Regions from separate parts of the Gasterosteus aculeatus genome. Here region 2 is linked to region 1. Evidence: chromatin contacts called from public Hi-C data. All regions are on one chromosome and are shown on one strand. Each heading gives the region's core, a stretch centred on a gene start, on an enhancer-like site or on the middle of the called end of the contact. The rest is flanking DNA. Distances are from core to core; before and after follow the strand shown.

The links. A called contact is a pair of places that touch in the nucleus more often than the background predicts.
Region 2: a contact with region 1 is called in a Hi-C map of skeletal muscle, with 6 times the contacts expected there. The contact joins the promoter of bin2b here to the enhancer-like site in region 1. A contact is called at or near these places in 3 of 6 Hi-C or Micro-C datasets (skeletal muscle and tail fin).

The regions. Positions count from the first base shown.
Region 1 is chr17:17,950,214-17,955,465 of fGasAcu3.hap1.1, forward strand. phactr3b (phosphatase and actin regulator 3b) reads left to right here. Exons shown (of 13, transcript XM_040204500.2): 2 at 1,528-1,686; 3 at 1,776-1,850; 4 at 1,965-2,105; 5 at 2,512-2,757; 6 at 2,866-3,073; 7 at 3,227-3,417; 8 at 3,681-3,834. Among protein-coding and RNA genes, the nearest start is that of phactr3b, 14 kb to the left of the region's middle. Within about 2 kb of position 2,693, at least 1 of the 9 cell types and tissues checked has open chromatin away from gene starts, as enhancers often do.
Region 2 is chr17:18,006,227-18,011,365 of fGasAcu3.hap1.1, forward strand. bin2b (bridging integrator 2b) reads left to right here and starts at 2,202. Exons shown (of 12, transcript XM_040204494.2): 1 at 2,202-2,532; 2 at 3,918-3,998; 3 at 4,711-4,765. The coding sequence starts at 2,440. txnrd3 (thioredoxin reductase 3) reads right to left here and starts at 2,209. Exons shown (of 16, transcript XM_078091660.1): 1 at 2,080-2,209.

The DNA of each region.
Region 1 (5,252 bases), core at 1,443-3,942:
CCCCCCCCCCCCCCATCCCCCTCCCCATTGCAGCATCCAGCATGGTAACCGTGGCAACGGCAGCCTGACCCTGGCTGCGCTGCTGCAGCTACTACAAGCTTGACCTGGATTCGTCATCAGAGGCGGGCGTCCACGCGACCTGGGGCAACTGACCGGCTTCCTTTTCTCCTCCTCTCCTTCTTCACATTGTTTAAGGTCTAGTGGCTCTGAGGGCCAATGCGTCAGTAAGCGGCTGGTCCTGGACCAGCAGTGATTGGTCTTAAATTGCATCAGACTATTGGTCGTTTCTATTGCGTCGGCAAATGCAGTGAGGCGGATGATTGGTGAAAAAGAGCTGCAGCTTCTAGTTTCATGGTTTCCGTGAACAGCAGAGTTCAAGAATAAGTTCCGCCCGAAAGATGTGTTCTTACTCCAGTGGGAGGATCTTCTGCTTTTCTTTGTGTGCAATTAAATTTGATTCCTTTGTGTTTTAGATTGACATTGACAAAAAAAAGCTTCACTTTAGGCTTCAGGATTTTACTGCGGTTATTTTTATTGGTTGACCATTTGAAAAAAATACATGGCAGGTTGAATAATATATAGAAAATATCTGTTAGTTGCGGCCGCAGCCCCTCCCCCGCCCTGGACCTTTCTTGACGTGAGCCCACCGATGACCTGTTTGACCGGCGTGTGTCCGCGAGGACGTCGCACCTACTCCACACAAACGAAGCCCCCCCCCCGGCCGCTCCCTGCAGCACGCTGCAGAACCGCTTTCCCCTTATTCTTAATATTCACTTTCCTCATTTTCCTCGGCGTTTGGCCTGCCCCCCACAAACGGGAATCCCACCGCCTGATCACGTCCCTCACCTGCGGAGCGGCTCGCTGCGTACCTGAGGGTTTGCGGGGATCAGCGCGTGTGTGTGATTTGTTTCCAGGAGGGATGTCAATGAGCAGATGTTGTGGATTTAGACGCAGGAGAGTGTTTGCGGCCCGCGGCTCGGCTGTAAGCTCCCTGAGGTGTCAGAGCCAGACTCTGTGTTTCTGTCTGTCCCGGCGATCCCTCCTCTACGGCTCAGACCGCAGACTTTGAGAGTGCTTGGAGGAGTCCAAGTAGGCGCTAAGAGGAATAGCCATTGATTGCCTGTCTCCATCTTTCGGGAGGCCTCAAAGGCCTCTGTGCAACGCCCCCTCCCCCACATTTGAAAACACTGGAATATATTCTGGCCACTACGTCAAAAAGCAAAGCGCGCGTAAACAGACGGGGCGAGTGGACGCAGCCGAGCGCCACCCAGCATGCCGCTGCGTCGACCTTAAAAGAAGCTGGAGCTTGTTGTATTTGTTCCCTGCATGTCTCTCTTTTTTTTATTTTTTTAAAAGCCACGTATTGTGAGTGTTTTTGGGGGGGGTGTTTGGGGGTGTTTGGCTGCCCTGAAACCACGTGAGTCGCTCACAAACAATGCGATCCTCTGTCTCCTCCCCGCTGCCGGTTAGACATTAGGCCGCGGCTCCAGAGTGACTCACGGCCGTCCTTCCTTTTCTGCGTGGTAGATGTGATGGACCAGCAGAGGGCGCTGCACTCGGGCTGCCTGGTGTCGGGAGTCCGGACGCCTCCCGTCCGCCGCAACAGCAAGCTGGCCAGCCTGGGACGCATCTTCAAGCCTTGGAAGTGGAGGAAAAAGAAAAACGAGAAGCTGAAGCCCCCCAGCGGTGAGCGGCGGAGGCGCACGTGGGATACTTGTTATTTTGTTTGTGCGTGCGTTGTGTCCGTTCCGTTAATTAGCGCTTGTGTTGTTTAGCCGGGGAGAAGAAGGCAGCTGCGCGGCAGAAGAGAGGTGACCTCGTCAGGAGGAGCCCTGGGGAGACGGAGACAGGTGCAGAAGGAGACACACACACACACACACACACACACACACATATGTGACTCCGGGCGGCCACATGATGCCACGCTGTGCCGGCTCACTCCCGCCCTCTTCCTCTGTGCACAGACTCGGATGTGGCTTGCGGGGGCAACGGCGAGGACGCAGACACGCCGACTCAGTCCGACGCCGAGGACCGAGACGAGGAGCCCGTGGCCCCGCTGGCCAGCACCAGCGAAGACCTGGGCAGCGATCTGGAGGCCTCGACAGGTAGAGAACAGGAGACGTGACACTCGATGGGTTTTTATGTCTAAAGGCCTTTAGACAGCAGGGGGGCTTTCCTGTTTCTTTGTGCTTTTACACTGAAGGCAAATATTGCCTTGCGAAATAAACATCATTTTTGTCTTTTATCTTGGACATATTGTTCTTGTCAGGGTTTGCCCCATTTTCAGGAAATCCAAGAGTAAACCCTTGGAGGTTTTAAATGAATGTCTTAAGTTTTGACTGTTGTGCATCAAAAGAAGACTCTTCTTTCTTTAGCCTCCTGCTAGTGATTTAAGATGAATTGCCGAGCGCTAAACTGGTGCCGCCGCGTCACATGTCCCTCCCCGTCCACCAGGGGGAGGCAGAGACCGAACAAGCCCAGCATCACCGTTGCTGCTGTGTCTCCTTTCAGTGCAAGATGTGACGGAGGACTCAAAGACGGCGGGAGATCCGAACCAGAGTGAGGACGGAGAGGACGAGAGCACCTCGCTGAGCGACCGCAGCGACGAGCGGCCCGCCGCGAAGGCGGAGCCTGCTGAAGGGAAGCGGGAGGCGGCGGCGGCGGCGGCGGTGCCGGCCCCCCCGCCCAGTCGGGTCGTCACTTCCCCTCCGCCCAAAGTGGCGGTCAAACCGCTCACCAGACTGGGAAGCCTTGACTGTGAGTCAAACACGGGCCGACCCCCCCGCCCCCCCCCCCCTCCACTCCCCTCGATGCAAAGCCCCTCCCCCCTGGTTTTTGCAGCAGTGTTTTTCTTTCCTCTCCCAGGTACGCCTTCGGTTCCAGTCAAGAAGTCCCCGGCCACCTTACCACGGAACTTCACTCTTCCCAAAGACCCCCACGGCTCCCTGTTGAGGGGCCGGATCCTCACACCCACCGGGTCCCCGCACCTCGGGGCGCTGCACTCACAGCTGCCCCCGAGCTGCATCATCGAGGAGCTGCACCGCGCCCTGGCCACCAAACACCGGCAGGACAGGTCAGACTTCCCCGCGCGCCGTTCGCTTCTCTTCCCAGAGACGATACTATCCATCTGCCGTAGATGACACTTTTCTATTTACACGAATAAAACGAGACCACCCTGATGGAAGTTGTAATCGACTCGGCTTGCCTTTGCCGTGTGTGCGGTTAGTTTCCAGGCGAAGGAGGCGCGCTCCTCCCTGAAGCGGCGCATGGACGGCCGTCTGTCCCGCACGTCCAGCACAGAGAGGGAGCCGGCCGGGGAGTCGGAGGGCAGGAAGCAGTCGGACGAGAACAAAGAGAACTGGCGCCTGGACGAGTACCTGAACGACCAGGACAGCTGGAACGACTCGGTCATCTCCGGTGGGTCAGCTGACCGTAGACGGCCCCCTTTTATTGTTACTATCCGCCGTGGTCGACTTACTATCCGCTGGCCTCATTCCGCTTGGTGGGGGTCGGCGGAGCACAGCGGCCTGCGCTTTAAAAAGATTATTTAACTAAATTACTGAATTATCAGTTAATTAGAATTTTCTACTCACCTGGAACAAATTTGTGAAAAGTGAATTTTGAATATCCATTCGCGGTTGGCGGCGCTGTCCCTAATCCCGCGCTGCTCCGCCCCACAGGGTCCCTCCCGCGCAGGATGAGGAAGGAGCTGCTGGCCGTGAAGCTCCGGAACCGACCCAGCAAGCAAGAGCTGGAGGACCGCAACATCTTCCCCGTGCGCAGCGACCAGGAGCGGCAGGAGATCCGCCAGCAGATCGAGACCAAGCTGGCCAAGTGAGTGCAGACCCCCCCCCCCCCCCCCCCCATGGCTCTCCCTCTCATCACACTACAACACTGTGGTAAAGCGTATTGCTGGCTGCTACAGCATCAGTCGTAAGCATTGGCTAACGTAGTGGCAGTTCAGGAGACGCGAGCTCTTTTTGGAGGAACATCTCCAAATGTGTTTCCTTACAGTTGAAGAGGAATCAACAAAATGCGCAGATAATAAATGAATAAAATGGCATTTCATAACTTCTCACCTTTGCTCACGACGCTACAAATGTCATCGCTCGGGGACATAATGGAAATCCTACGTGTTGGACACGACTGTGGTTTTTTCAGTTGGTGCTGGTGAGGATGACAAATCTAAAAACAGCAACGGCCCGTTTTTTCTTTCACGAGCTCCAGAATGTGACCTTGCAGATGGTTTCCTCACTGGAATGTTGTATACTCACACGTTTTTATTTCAAAATTCTCCAGCTGAATGAATGTTGTCCGTAGAGCTGTTTCAGTAGAAGTAATAACAGCAGTAATGTATAAAGTAGGTGAGAACAGAAAGTATTAATATTGAGTACAAGTACCTCCGAACTGTACTGAAGCACAGTAATTCAGTTAATGTCGTTGGTTGCTCTGCACCTCTGTGCAAGTCGAGATATGAGGCTCGGGATGATGATTCAGTTTAATGATTCAAATCATTTAATGAATGAAAAGCTGATAAATATTTATTCCCTCGGCCCAACAACAACCGTTTCATCGATGTTGGGAATAATGATTACATAACACGAAGGTCGGCAGCGGCGTCGATGAACCCACGTGTCCCGGGCGCGGTGTCAACCACACCCGGCGCCACGGCGGGTTAATTAGAGGGACGAGCACTTTGAACCGACCCCGATCCATTTAAAAAAATGTGAGCCTGAGCTCAGAGGGGGTGAATAAAGCTGCCGGGCCCGGCGTCGCTCTGCTCCACGTGGGCGCCGTTGTTCTCCTCCGTCCTCACCCGGGCATCTCGCAGCTGCTCGTCAATCTGGGGATTGCGTGTTTGTGCACGTGCGCACGGGCAGGAGCGGTCTCCAGGCACGCCTCGGTCCACGTGAGCCGCTCCGCCCGCACGTTGGGACGACTTCCGGCGGGCGGACGTGGAATAGCAGCAGCAGCAGCAAGCGGCGGTGGTGTGGCGTGAACTCAATTACTGAACTCCTGTACCTACCAGAGGGACGCTGCAGGCACTGTGGTCTGCAGCGAGCACCAAGGGGGTGCTTATGTAAACCTACCCTTACATAATGAAAACACAAGGCCGATCAATTGTGTGTCCCACGGAGGGGCGGGAGCAGGGTTGGCCGAGGTTTGGGGACAGTATAAAACCAGTGCTGGGTGAGGACGGGTCAGCGCGGTCACGTGGTCGGCTCAGTTCTGCGGTGACTGCTGACCGGAAC
Region 2 (5,139 bases), core at 952-3,451, 56 kb after region 1:
AAGGTCGACCGCGGTTGCTCTCCCTCCGCTGTCAGCCGCTCTTCTACCGTCCGTCCGCGCCGAGCGTCTTTTACCTCGTCTTGCTCGCGTTGCTTTGGGTGCGCTCGATCCTCTCACCGTGTCACCGCATATTCCGTATGCTCATTGTCGTGAAGAGAAGGAACTCCGCCCACGCGGTCTACCGCGAACAACAAAACGTTCGTACCTATACAAACGTCACAAGGGCTGCCTATTTACATGCCGTAACAGCACAGGAACTATTGTTATATATATTCGGAATTAATTAAAAGTATCAGGCGCGTGTTTTTATTAAAAACGACATGATGCTAATGAAATGACAGGCCTATAGCTGATCTACATTTAGGAAAAAAGTGAAGGCGAGAGGAGCATTTCTTTTTGCAGTGTATTACTGATAGCATTCAAGTTCAGAGCATGCCAGATGCATATTCCAACATGGCGTTATGACTTGTGGTTAAGTAGCGCCATCTGCCAGTGAAATAACGCAATGACAAGACACGGTGGTTTTATGTCTGATCCGACTATGTATCCCCACTATCACCTCCGTTAGCATTAACTTCCAAATGTTAATTTGGAGAATACTGTACTGTAGATATAATGCGGTGTGGAGACACCCCATTTAGACCACCTATCAAATAAATTCTGATACATAGTAAATATTTTACTATTGTCTCAAACAATGAGAAAGTGTGTCCAAACTTTTGACTGTTACTGTATATTTAGAAAATATCATTTCTAAATATCATTTAAATATTAATCATATGACTATTACTGTCATCATAACCCGACATTATGTCTTTGTGCTCACCCTCCCCACAGGCTTCTGTGGATGGTGGTTCTATCTGATGGTGGTTTTCCCTGCCGTACACCTGGCTCACTACTCACAATTATTTGAATCATTTCTGTTATATGAATGTAATGTATTGTACATCTTTTATATTGTTCATTCTGTCGCATGACATCTATTGTAGTCTGTCCATCCCGGGAGAGGGATCCTCCTCTGACGTTCTCCCTAAGGTTTCTTGCCTTTTCAACCCCATTTTCCCTATTTTTCATTTTTTGGGGAGTTTTTCCTGTGCCAATGTGAGGGTTTATGCACCTGCCTACTTTTGTTTAAGTAATTATTGCACACTTTCTGTAAATCCTATAAACTTCATTTCACTTCTTAAATATCACTGTGTTTGTCTGCTGTATGATATATTTAATTGAAATTGCTGTTCAATGATACATAAAGGAAAATCTTGAAAATGATCAGGGGTGCCCAAACTTTTTCCTTCCACTGTACATATATAATATTAAGCGAGATGCAACTCCCCCTAGTCCTTTTGTCTGTCTTCATGGTTGTTTTGTGCATTTATCTCATTTCTTTTTATAGTCACATTTGTTGTTGTTTTGTGTCTCTTTGTGGTCACGTTGTGTTTTTTGAGGTTATTTTGTGTCTTTTTGTAGTTCCATCGTTTTTCTTTGTGATCGTTTTGTTGTCTTGTAGTATTAATGCTGTGCCTCTTTGTGGTTGTTTTTTTTTGTTTTGTTTGTTGTCATGCTGTGTCCCTTTCTTTGACATTTAGCGGTTTCCCGTGGGGACTCTGGCTCTGTTGTATATTGCTTTTGAGTGTATAATGTAATATATAATATAATTTATTTTGTCTTATAGCAACAAACTGCCTGTACCAAAAGCATGAGGGGCTTTTACACACACATATATAATAATAATAATAATAATAATACAATATTTATGTCAGGAGGATGGGGAGCTACGGGTTAATAAAACAGGTAACTTCTATGTTACATTAGGAGCAAAACAAATCGTTTAAATAATAAACGGAAGTGTCAACAATGGCCAACTGGGAAAATTGTAGCCAAAGAGCTGAGCATACACGGCTGATGAAAGGCCTTATAAATCCATATCCGACATGGTGACGTGACAAGAAATCGCTTCATTTTAATTAATTTGTGATTCATGAAATCCAACAACAAGGAAAAAACCGGAACCTTTAAGTCGCACTCGAAGGCCGTCGCTGAATCAGAGACGCGTCATCGCAGAGACGCAATCAAACTCACCGCGTAATTAACAGGTGAGTGTGGTTGGATGACGTCACCGTCACGCGGACCTGTTTGTTCGACGGGTTCGGACGCGCAGAGACTTCCCGGTACTCCTTCTGCGACGGGCGTGAACCTCCTGTTCGGCGGGTTGCACTAAAAGCGCTTCCCTGCCTGTGTGTGCGTGTATGTGTGTGTGTGTGTGTGTGTGTGTGTGCGTGTGTGCGTGAGTGCGCGAGGGCGCGCGACAGTCGTGTTGTTGCTCCTCCTCCGTCCTGCCGCGGTGAACTTAAGCCGCTCGCGAGGCGCTCGCGCGACAGTCTCTCGTGAGGAAGCGGAGAAAAGGGGGAGGAAAATACGTTCTAAAGGAAAAAGTTAACGATGGCAGAGAACAAGGCGGGACCCAACCTCCAGGCTGGAGCTGGATTCCTCGCCAAACGGGTCCAGAAGTCTCTGAACCGAGCCCAGGAGAAGGTGAGTCTCAGTCCAGCTGGATCTGGCACGCCAGCCTCATCCAGCTGCCGCGTTGAACTCCTTGGATGCCTTTTCCTCGAGATCAGGCCTCCTGGAAGGTCTTCCATGTAGCAGAATGTGAGGCATGTCTGAGGGGAGGGTTCAGTTTCCAGCACTGAAACAAACGTGGACAAGCTGCTCATTCAGAGAGCGTTCAATCTATGCAAATGTTGTTTGCTTTAGCATGAATCTGGCAAATGAGTAAACCGGGACAACTTGGGAAACATGTTGTTGTGACGTAGTTTGGGTTTCCCATCTTACAGTTTCAACCCCGAGATGCAACGCACCCATGTGATAAAAGTCATGCAACGGAAAGTGAGAACCTGTGCGACGTGCTGGCTATGGTGTGGGTGAAAAAAGGTTGAATAAAACACCCCACTTAGCGAGGGAACCGCATGCTTTGTTTCCAACAGTCTACTTTTAAACGATCCGTTCTAAACCAGCAGTTTGGACTTTCCCCGTCCATCTGAGTGTAAAAGCGTTGTGCGCCGCTTCACAAAAAAAGCTGCCACTTCCTGACTGCACTTCCTCTCTCGCTTGGCTGAACCTTTTTCTCCCTCCAAGTTTGTGGTCGACTTGTTTGATTTCACTGCTCCACCTTCCAAACAGCAGCTACGCTCTGCGTGCAGCCTGTAGTCTGCAGGGTTTTTGAGGTCTGAGTGCATTTTTCATTGGCAATCCTGGAAAATGGATGCGATAAAACAAGACTTTTTGTTGCAGACTCAGAGTCGAAGGTCGCGCTGTCCGGGGGTATTCTGGTTCAACACCAACAGCTGCGTGCACAGTTGTCTGTGAGAGACAATGGAACGGTTGGCCTTGTGCGTAGGAGTTCGCGGGACTCTTATGTGGAGCACGGGACAGCTTGATCCTAACAGCCTATGCATCCCGATGCATCCTGACAACACTTATTTATTTCTGTCCCCCATCTAATTGGCTGACCTTTGCACTGATGTATCTGATGTGCGCTGTAATGGGGCAATGTGTCGGCCCACTCAGTGTTCGAGTCAGAAGGCGCACACCCCTTTAACGCTGTCATGAAAAATGGCAAAATCAATGCAGCAGAAGTGGAGACGACATTTCTCTTATCTTTCTGGTCCAAGCCCTCTTTCTGTCTTGTTGGAACCTGGTGCCTACATTACCCACAATGCAGTTGAAAATAGATTGAGACACTTGGATCGTGGAGCCTCTCGCCTGACTTTTCCACATATACAGCAGCCCCCCCCCCCCCCCCCCCCCCTTTGTTGAGTCCCATTGAGCTCCCTTCTAATCATTCGCTCTATAATAATCATCTCGTGCAAAGGAGCCGTTGTCTATTTAATGTTGCTGACTCTGCTTTCCTCCATCAGGTTCTTCAAAAACTGGGCAAAACCATGGAGACCAAGGATGAGCAGTTTGAGCTGTGTTTCCAGAGCCTCAACAAACAACAGGTAGTGAGACATGCGCAAACGTCAGGTGGTCTCCGGGAGCGGCGACCCCGCTGACCTTCTCTCAAAGGTCATGCATGGCGCTGGGCTTCATTTCACTTTTTTTTTTATAGTTAAACAGCATTTTCTTTTTTCTCTTTCGATGCCGCACCACCATTCCCAAGTTAAACGGGGCACTGCAGAGTCTTCAAAAACTATTGAGCTGTTAGTTCCTTCTGCTGAGGTGCCGATTCACGAGCTCAGCGATCTGCTCAGCCTTGACAACAGGAAACACTCGCAGCAAGATGTTCCTGCCTTATTTTCTTATCTGCTTCTCATAAATACTTTGTTTTGTCTCCAGCTTTCTTGGTACACACAAGCAGCCGTGATACTAAAATGAATTTTATACACGTGTATGCTCGTATTCATGAAGTCATCCAGTTTAACTGCAGTACATATTGGAGGGAGACCAACAGGAGGGAAGTCTACGCACGCCGCTTTCACTTTAACTGCACATTGCACGTGTGTTGATTTTAATTCAAACGCCACAATGTGGTTGGACAGCCGAGTATCGCGCGCTGCGTGCAGCTCTGAACTTGTCACGCTGAGTCGTGTTGTGAACAGAAGACGCCGAGGCGGCTGAGGAAGTGACCCAGCGCAAATGGATGGGGGCAACTGTTTCTGGGCGTTGCCGAAATCTGACCAACTTGCGCCTTCTGCTCTGCGTCCCTCACAGGTCGATGCAAGCAGGTTGTTCAAAGATGTCAAAGCCCACCACGCAGCAGTGAAAGGTAGGACGCAGCGCTGGACCAGAACGCCGCCCTTTAGCCCGGGAGAGTCTTGGAATAATGGGGAAGTGGAATTATTCTGTTCTCGGACCGCGTGTCGACTTTTGCAATTCTGCTGCCATCTTGTACGAGTAGAATCCTGCGGTAAAAACAGCCAACGCAGCATCGCACACGTGATTCGCCTGCAATAAAAAGCTCTTGCCTCTTGTATTGTGAGCTCCTAGCCAGGAAAAGCCCGTGTTGTTCTGACCTTCTCTGTGTGGGTGAAGCAACCCCACCTTAAAAAAAACCTCACCGACCACAAACGCAAGATAGGTTTCCTCAGGAGTCCAGATGATTCACTCTTTAAGCATTTCTTTTGTCCCGTAATGTCCGGT